2 separate regions of the Zea mays genome follow, and region 2 is linked to region 1. Evidence: chromatin contacts called from public Hi-C data. All regions are on one chromosome and are shown on one strand. Each heading gives the region's core, a stretch centred on a gene start, on an enhancer-like site or on the middle of the called end of the contact. The rest is flanking DNA. Distances are from core to core; before and after follow the strand shown.

What was found. Hi-C and Micro-C count contacts between places; a contact is called where the count stands out from the background.
Region 2: a contact with region 1 is called in a Hi-C map of tassel, with 2.1 times the contacts expected there. The contact joins the enhancer-like site here to the promoter of LOC100276302 in region 1. A contact is called at or near these places in 2 of 25 Hi-C or Micro-C datasets (ear and tassel).

What each region holds. Positions count from the first base shown.
Region 1 is chr5:99,421,705-99,425,887 of Zm-B73-REFERENCE-NAM-5.0, forward strand. It overlaps LOC100276302, which reads left to right and starts at 2,842. Exons shown (of 5, transcript NM_001150125.3): 1 at 2,842-3,010; 2 at 3,152-3,204; 3 at 3,748-3,936; 4 at 4,032-4,112. The coding sequence starts at 2,957. LOC100275501 reads right to left here and starts at 2,647. Exons shown (of 2, transcript NR_175981.1): 1 at 1,352-2,647; 2 at 875-1,249.
Region 2 is chr5:99,612,979-99,617,073 of Zm-B73-REFERENCE-NAM-5.0, forward strand. No RefSeq gene overlaps it. Among protein-coding and RNA genes, the nearest start is that of LOC100192848, 120 kb to the right of the region's middle. Within about 2 kb of position 2,558, at least 20 of the 20 cell types and tissues checked have an H3K27ac peak or open chromatin away from gene starts, as enhancers often do. A contact at or near this core is called in ear and tassel, where this site is marked.

The sequences.
Region 1 (4,183 bases), core at 1,592-4,091:
ATTAGTAGAAGAATGGAAAGTAGAGGGAAGGAAAGGAGTGATTGATTAGTGATTGATTAGTGATTGATTAGTGTTACCATGTTTAGGCTTGCCTAAAATAACAGCAGGCCAATGGCTATATATGCGGCACAGGGAGACAGGAATAAAGGCAGCAAACAAGTTATCTCTTCTCCACCTCTCTCTCTACCAACTAAGCCTACGGCTGTGGGGAATAACCACGCCGGAGAAGACGACGAACCGCGGCTACGACCTTCGTAGCCGAGGGCCCCCTGCTCTAGACGCCCAGGCCCTTGACACACTAGTTGTGTGTCTGCTGGGGAAGGGGGCCAAAATGTTAAATCGATCAAGTGTAGCATAACATGAAAATGCGTATGTTATGTGTCGAGGATTACTGGAGGGATTAAAAGAACCATTGGAGCTCTTGCTAGTGTCTTTATTGATAGATTGTATCTTTTTTTATAAGTAAGGGATCACTGGAAGTAATGAATTGAGATTAACATACTCTCTACAGATAATATCTAAAAGACGAAAGAGAGAAGAAATTTTCAAATGATCAAATTTAATACCTAGGTGACTTATGGGCACAAAACTGCATCTTATGGATGTGAGTGAACGCTGAACAGTATCTGCAACCCCTCTTCCAAGCCCTACGGCCTATGGGCACAAAACTGCATCTTATGGATGTGAGTGAACGCTGAACAGTATCTGCAACCCCTCTTCCAAGCCGCCCACAGAAGAGAATACATACAGATAGAAAGGTCTGGGCTGCGCCTCCCTCAAAATATAGGTAATGTCTATTTCAATTGAAGCTTGAAACTCCTGTGGCTGTGTGGACAGCTTCTTTAGGGTCTGATGGTTCCTGTCTGGGCGAGAAGCTATTAACAACTTACTAATTCCATTTTGGAGGCAACTAAATTCATCCAAATACGATGTCAAGAAAAGCAGCGTAGCCCATCGAAGTACCATTGTGCTTAGCAGGACTAAAATTCCATTTCCAGGATCACTCAAGTAAACCAATTGTCGACTGAAGAATTTGGAATAAAAAAACCCGTTCCTGGTGTTCGAGAGCTCATAGATTGTGGTACAAAAAACATGGTGGGAAGTAGACCACCAACGTAATAATCTTCCTGAAGCACAGGAATAAAGTTGGGCTAAAACTTGAGATAATCCTTGCAAGTTAATAAATAAACTTGTAACGATGCCATCACATGAGAAGCTCTTTCTCAGAAGGGAGGCAGCAAGATAGAACCTAGTGAAAGAAATATACCATACCACTAATCAAACATTTAATAACACCTAAGCCAGTAGCCAGCAGCAAAATGCTAGAAAATTAGATTTCAAAACGACTGACCATGGTGATGAAAAACAAGGCTTGCAGCAGGTTCCTGATTGTACTTTCCAGAACAATTGTCAGCTTTCTTTATTTTCGCCTGTCATCTTATATAGCCGTTCCCATTGGTGTTCTCCAGCACAGCTAGAAGCAAAAGCAGCAGCAAGGCCTGGAAAATCCTCCTCGTAAGGATGCACGTATCGGCGCCGAAATTTCTCATCGCCTATAGCGGCGACAGAAAGGAAACTAGCCTCGTCATTGAACAACCCCTTTGCCCTGAGAAAATTGATCAAGCAATTCCGTGGCAACAACCGACGGTCAATACTATAATTTATCAGCGCTGGCCTTCGTGCGATGTATGGTACCTCCAATCCGACAACCCTGATCAAGAATTCCATGTTTCTTCGAACCCTCTCCTCGGTGAAACCCAATATAGTCGGGTCTCTCTTCACCGCTGATACTATATGGTCCTTTGACCATCCAAGCTTCTCAAACAGCTGAATGCTCTTGGTTATCTTCCCGCTGCCAAGGATTGCAAATGTATAAAGCCCACGGAAGAAAGGTTGAGAGCCCGGCTGGATTCTGAACTCATGAAGGCGAGCCAAAGCTTCCTGCAGGCTCTTAGGGTCCCTGGTGAGCACACGGGACATGAAGCTGTTGGAGATATCAGAAACATTTATACCACACTCTTGAAGGAGCTCCAAGTTGGGCTTGCAGACCTCCTCAATCCTTGTGCTGAGGAGAGCGGCGTTAATTCTGAGCGCCCGAATGAGCTCGTCGAGAGAGCCAAAGACCGAGATCCAAAACTCAAGATTGAGGCGAAGCGAGCTATGGCGGAAGTGGTTCATGCCAACGATGAGAAGGCGGACGATCTCCGGACGTGAAAACCCGAGGTCGGTGAGCTCGGCGACGCGAGCGGTGAGGGATCTCTCCACGTCGGAGCAGAGGACTTTGGGGTCCCTGGTCACGACGTCGGTGATCTCGGCGCTGGACAGGCCGAGGTTGGAGAGGAAGGCGACGACCGCGTCGGCTTTCGAGGGATCCTTCAGATGGGAGACATGCTTCGACGCCTTGAGGGCCTGTGCTTGGGTGAGGCCGCATGTGGCGACGAGGTAGTCCTCGACGGCGAATGGTTTTGTAGCGACGCATTTGGTGGCGGAGAGGAGGCGGTGGGGATAGAAGAGCGGGAAGAAGTGGGGGCAAGGGACGTATGGTGATCCAGGTGCCCGGAGGAGAAGGGAGATCATGCGCTTCCGGAGGTTGTTCATGGCGCCTCGGCTGCGGCTGCGCCGGCGTGAGGGTTACCAGTGTTCCGGCGGGTGGAAAAAGTTGGGTTATCCAGCTAGGTCTCCAGTCTCCTCTCTTCCACTGCGTGTCAAAGGCCGAAGGTTGTTCAGTCGAGCCGCATACAGAATAGGCCCAACAGGCCCAAATCCGCGTGTGTTGAGCCGACAAAATTAGCAAAGCCCAACATATACCCAGCTAGGCTTCGGCCCCCTCTCTGCCTCTGTGTGTCCGCAAACGATTAAAACCCTCCCGGTGGCGGCGGCTGGTACAGCCAGCGGAAGGTCCCGGCGCTCTCATCCGGTGAAAATAAAGAGGGGAAACGGACAGGAGCCGCCTCAAATGGACAGCGGAAGCGATTCCGACGGCGCTCCCGAGGAGCTCACTGCTGTGCAGGTGCGTTAGTCCTCTCCCCTCTAGGACCCGACGCTACGCGAGAGTAGATCACGATGGTCATCCTGTTTCTTCTTCATGCCTCATACTCCGTGCTGAGATATGTAGAAAATACTGAGTGATTTGCCTTGTTATTGTCTTTAGGGTGTTGCGAAGCACGAAGAGACCAGTAAAGTCGAGAAAGACAGTGTTCTCAGGTGTGTTTCTTATGCTTACTTTACAGTTGATTACTGGATGGACATTCTGCCGCAAAAATGTGCTACTTTGATCTGTTCTTTTTTCTGTTTGTCTTCGTTCACTATGCTAGATTCCTTATTCCCTGCTGTAACTCACTTATTCGCTCTCTTTGTTGTAGTAGATGCAAGTGCCGTTACAAATTTTCTTTTGGACCATAACCAAATGACTCTGAGATGCTCAATAATCAGTAAAAACTATCTCCTTGTACATGTTTGTTTGTAATGTTTGTGCCCAAAATGTAGGTCTTTTAACTTCTACACTTTCTTTGTTTTAGATGTTTATATAGTTTTGTGTATGACTCGTGGTGTGGTTCTGTGGCCATCCAGTCCAATGGTATATCTGTTATGGATTTGTGGGTTTAACTCTTTTTTTTGTGTAACTCATGGATTACCAATTTGAATCTTGCTTTCTTGAGGCCATCAGTGTGCTATAACTTGTTTGTTATCTGATTTTTGTATCGCACAGATAATAATGCCATATGGCCATGTGGGATGTCTTTGCAGAGTAACACGGGAAGGAAAGGAACGGAGGAAACGTTGGGCCCAACGAAGAACATCCTCTAAACCAGATAAGAAGGCGCCAAAGGAAGTAGAAGATGAAGATACTAAAAAAAGTGAGGAGCATGAGGAGACAAATACTATGCCTGGCATGCTCCCCACTAGTGTAATTGAAATTCTAGCAGCTCGTGAGAAGTATGAGCACGTCTCTTGCTCTACCAAGTTTTGTTAAAATCTTTGTTTTTAGCTTGGACTTCATGGGTTATTTGGTCTTCATCTCACATTATCAGGCAAACCTTCGCATCAGATTCCGAGGAAGAAAATGTAAAGCAGAAGGTCCAGAGGAGAAAGAAGAGAATGAAAACTGATGGGTATGTTTAATGTTCCTGTCATCAAATATAAAGTCCTGAAATTATACTTATGCCAGTTGTTGGTCGGTCAG
Region 2 (4,095 bases), core at 1,308-3,807, 190 kb after region 1:
TCATATGAACTCCAAATTTATTGTTTCAAATTGCAAAATGTTCATAGGAATGTTTTCTCTTCAAATAAATTATGTTCATCCACAGTCTGTGTACTCTAATTTTTTGTCTAAGCTATAGGCTAGGTTATAAGTTGATTTATTTATTTAAGAAAATAAATAAAAAGGAAATGTTAATGGTACTTAGATGTGTAATTTTGTGAGATTAGTAAAATGTTGTGCATGAATTGATCCCCGATATAATTTTGTGTCTCACTAAAATTAGTGGCACTAAACTAAATAGTCTATAATATGTAGGGAATCACTGATCTCTAATTATATTAAACCCTAGCATTTAAGTCTACCCTATATGTTCTTAGTGTTTTATCATACTTGTGTTCACTTGATTGTACATGTTAGATGTGCTGTTAATTTGTACTTTCCAAATGTATTGAATGTATGATCGCTTTACTTAGACAACGAGCAGCCCGTGGTTCCTGAGTGTGTTGCCGAAGATCTTCCTAAGTAAGAACCTGGTGAAGGCAAGTGTCCTCTGACCCATTATGTCCCATTCACTTTTAATTCATCGTCCCTCATTACATTATTGAAAACCTAAGGATTGACTAGTCTGTATTTACCTTATCCTTGTTTACCTTTTGGGTTATCATGGTTAGCTTTATGCTATTTCTTTACTTTAATCAATTAACATGATGTGAATACTTATGATACGATGATGTTATCCCGATTATATTCTTGTGATACGTTAGGGGACTTAGGCCATTTTCCTGAGTACCTCTCCGTAAGGACCTGTTTGGGGAGCGACGCCGGGGATAAAAGTGCAACCACGAGGGTGGAATAGGATGCCCTTAGCTGATTAATTAGAGGAACAAGAGGAGTAGTTGGCTTCATCGTAGGGCCATCAATGGGGTTCGGGCACAGTACTTGCTCTACCGAGGCTGGTTGCAGAGGTTCTTGATTTGGTTTTGTTAGTCACCCTTCCTTTGGGGAGAGGTACTGTGTTTATCAAACCGGAGAAATCTAACGGGCGGCTATGACCTCTAGGAAATCTATGTAAAGGCTACGTAGTGATACAGTGCTAGGCCACCTAGGTAGTGGTCAATGGAGATTGGCTCTTTCCGGGCAGAATGGGAATCATGGCTTGTGGGTAAAGTGTGTGACCTCTGTAGAGTGTTAGAAACTGATATATCAGCCATGCTCACGGTTAAGAGCGGCCTTGGTATCCTCTTTGATTAGAAGAACTTTGGTTACTTTATGTTGATGATTAATGATGATGGTATAATTATGATCTCTGATATTTTCTCTTGGAGGGAGTACATTTGAGTAATAACTTGGTGTATTACTAAAATTTGGCTCTACTAATAGTTATAAATACTTGACCAACTAAAACCAACTGCTTAGCATTAACTCCACATACAACAAGTCCACTTTAGCCAAACGGGACATTTGCTGAGTACGTTGATGTGTACTCACCCTTGCTTTACAAACCACCCCACTCCAGGTTGTCCCCATTGTACTCAGTGCTCAGGAGGAGATGCTGGCAACATGGAGGACTTTGAAGAGTTTCAGGACTACAATGAGTTTTAGTTTATCTTAGTGGCAAACCCCCAGCCAGCTGCCTGTGAAGGCCTTATCTTCTACGTTTCGTATTTCCGCACTTCGATATTAATGTTAATGACTATGTTATAGACTCAGTGGATGTCTTGGACATCTTGTTGTAATAAAGTACTTTTCCGCTATTTACTTTGAGCATTGTGTGATGATGTCCAATTATGTAATCGCTATGTACGTGAGTTTTTTATCCTGACACGTACATGGTTCGCATTCGGGTTACCTTCAAAACCGAGTGTGACACACACCAAACAGAGGAATATACTGCATGATAATATTCTACGCATCGCAACGAGATCGTAGGAACAAAAATTAATCGAAGTCTTTATGTGTTTGGTACACAATTAACCAAGTGAATAATTTTACCCTAGGTTTCATGCTAAAACAGAGTTATCAGGTGATAGATAATGTTAATACAAAATTATTGCAACTGGAATGGATTAAAAAGGAGTTAATGGATTTTCTAGGAATTAAATACGATTCTCGAATTGCTTTTATATAAGGAATTCATTTTGATTATATTTTCATTTAATTAATAATTGATTGGACTGTGGCCATGAATTCCAGAGAGCATAGGGTTTAAACTGTAACTTTCAGGGACCTATTTGTACCGCCATACCCACCGTCTGGACGGCGGGTCGATTAGTTAATTCCCAGGGGCTCTTTAGCAAAGTTGTCGCCGTGAAGGAGTATCATCGCGTTCTGGCCGATGGATCGAAGATGTGCATCCCTGATTAAATCGGTATCCTATGCGAACCGGTAAACACACATGACCCTCGAATCTAAGATCTACGACCACAATTTAATGAAGTACGATGGTAAGCCCCGTCCGTTCGATCCCGATCGGACATGCCACGCTGTTTTTTCCCTTTAACCGTTGTTCCCCATTCGATCTACTCCGTCGGTCCTTTGATCAACGGTCCAGGGCACTTCTAGCTAGTCTAGAGTGTAGATCAGATCCGGACCGTTCATTACTAATCTGATGGATGCAAGCTCGTCTTCAACCCTAACCGAGCAGGGCGACGGCGCCCAACGCAGATTCACCGGCAATCACGACCGAATTGTGCCCAAGCCCCTAAACCCCAAATTAACAGGTATACCACGGTGCTACGTACGTGGCGGATGCGACTAGAGACTCACCTGTGATGGATTTGATGCCCAGAGAGCTGCCCATGGCAAATAGCGGCTTTGCTGCGAGTAGAGCACTCCGGTGAGCAATTGGGTATTCCACGGTCGGTCACCGAGCCTCGAAACCCCACCAATCGGTTCCACCAGTCTTAGTTAGCACCCCTGGCAACCCAATGGTCGTGCTCCGGTGATGCCGAGTAAATAAGGCGGCGGCGGGTCTCTCTTCTCCCTCGGTATCGCTCCCGAGACCTTCTCGCGGTATGGATTGAGGCAAGAGCGGCGAGGTCGGGTTGGCTATATAGGCGGGCGGGTCACGCGGTCATAGTTGGTGAGATGGGCGCAAGCGTGTGCGGATTTCGTGGGGGAGGTTGCGCCGACGCGCCCGGGAAGAGCAGTAGAGCTGCTTGACGTGTGGGCCTGTGCGCCAGTCAGTGGTGATCACGTTCAGGCGACAAGTCCAGCTGACCGCAGGGCCCCGCATGTCGGCGCACGGAAGCCGGCTGGGTCGCAGTAGCGTGGAGGTAACTGGGCCGGCTTGATGAATTCGGCCCACGCGCCTTTTTCCTTTTTAATTTCCCTTTTCTTTTTCCTTTTTGCTTTTCTTTTTATTTTTATTTTTGGATTTCAAATTTAATTGTGAATTTGTACTCATTTTAAATGTACAAATTGAGCACACCAGTATGCGAGGGTTTTATGTATTTGTATATTTATTTCTCTTTTTTGTATAGTATTTTCCTTCTCTTTCTCCAAATTCTAGAATTCCAATTAGGTCTTTAAATCCAAATTGGGCTACTAATGTATTTCTGTTAATATTATTTTTATTGCTATCAAATACACACAAATAAACTTCAACATGATGCATAGATTATTTAAGTGTCATTGGCTAATTACTCTTTTTAAATGTGGTTGTTCACATGAGCTAATAAATAGAGGGCAAAACATATAATGAGATCAACTTATTCCTTATTATTTACAATTTGGGTGTTACATCATGACTGTGAGCATGACTGATATACCAGTTTTACACTCTGCAGAGGATGCACATCTTTACCCACCAATCATGTTACCCATCTGCCACGGGGTTGTACGGGCCCCATACACCTCTACCAAGGAAGTGAGGCAGGGTAACACTATGAGACCTTTACAAAGTTTCACTAGCTTCAGAAAACCCACTACGGTTTCTTAGGAGCGCAATATAGGAATCCCCCGTCTGAAAAGCCATCTCAGCAAAATCAACTCGAGAACCTCCCTATACCGACAACTCCCCTACCGCCCTTGCCCCTTTCGGGTAAGGTAGTCCTCCACTAGCTTTCCTAATTAGTCAGTCAAGGGCGTCCCATACCACTCTTGTGGTAGCACTGT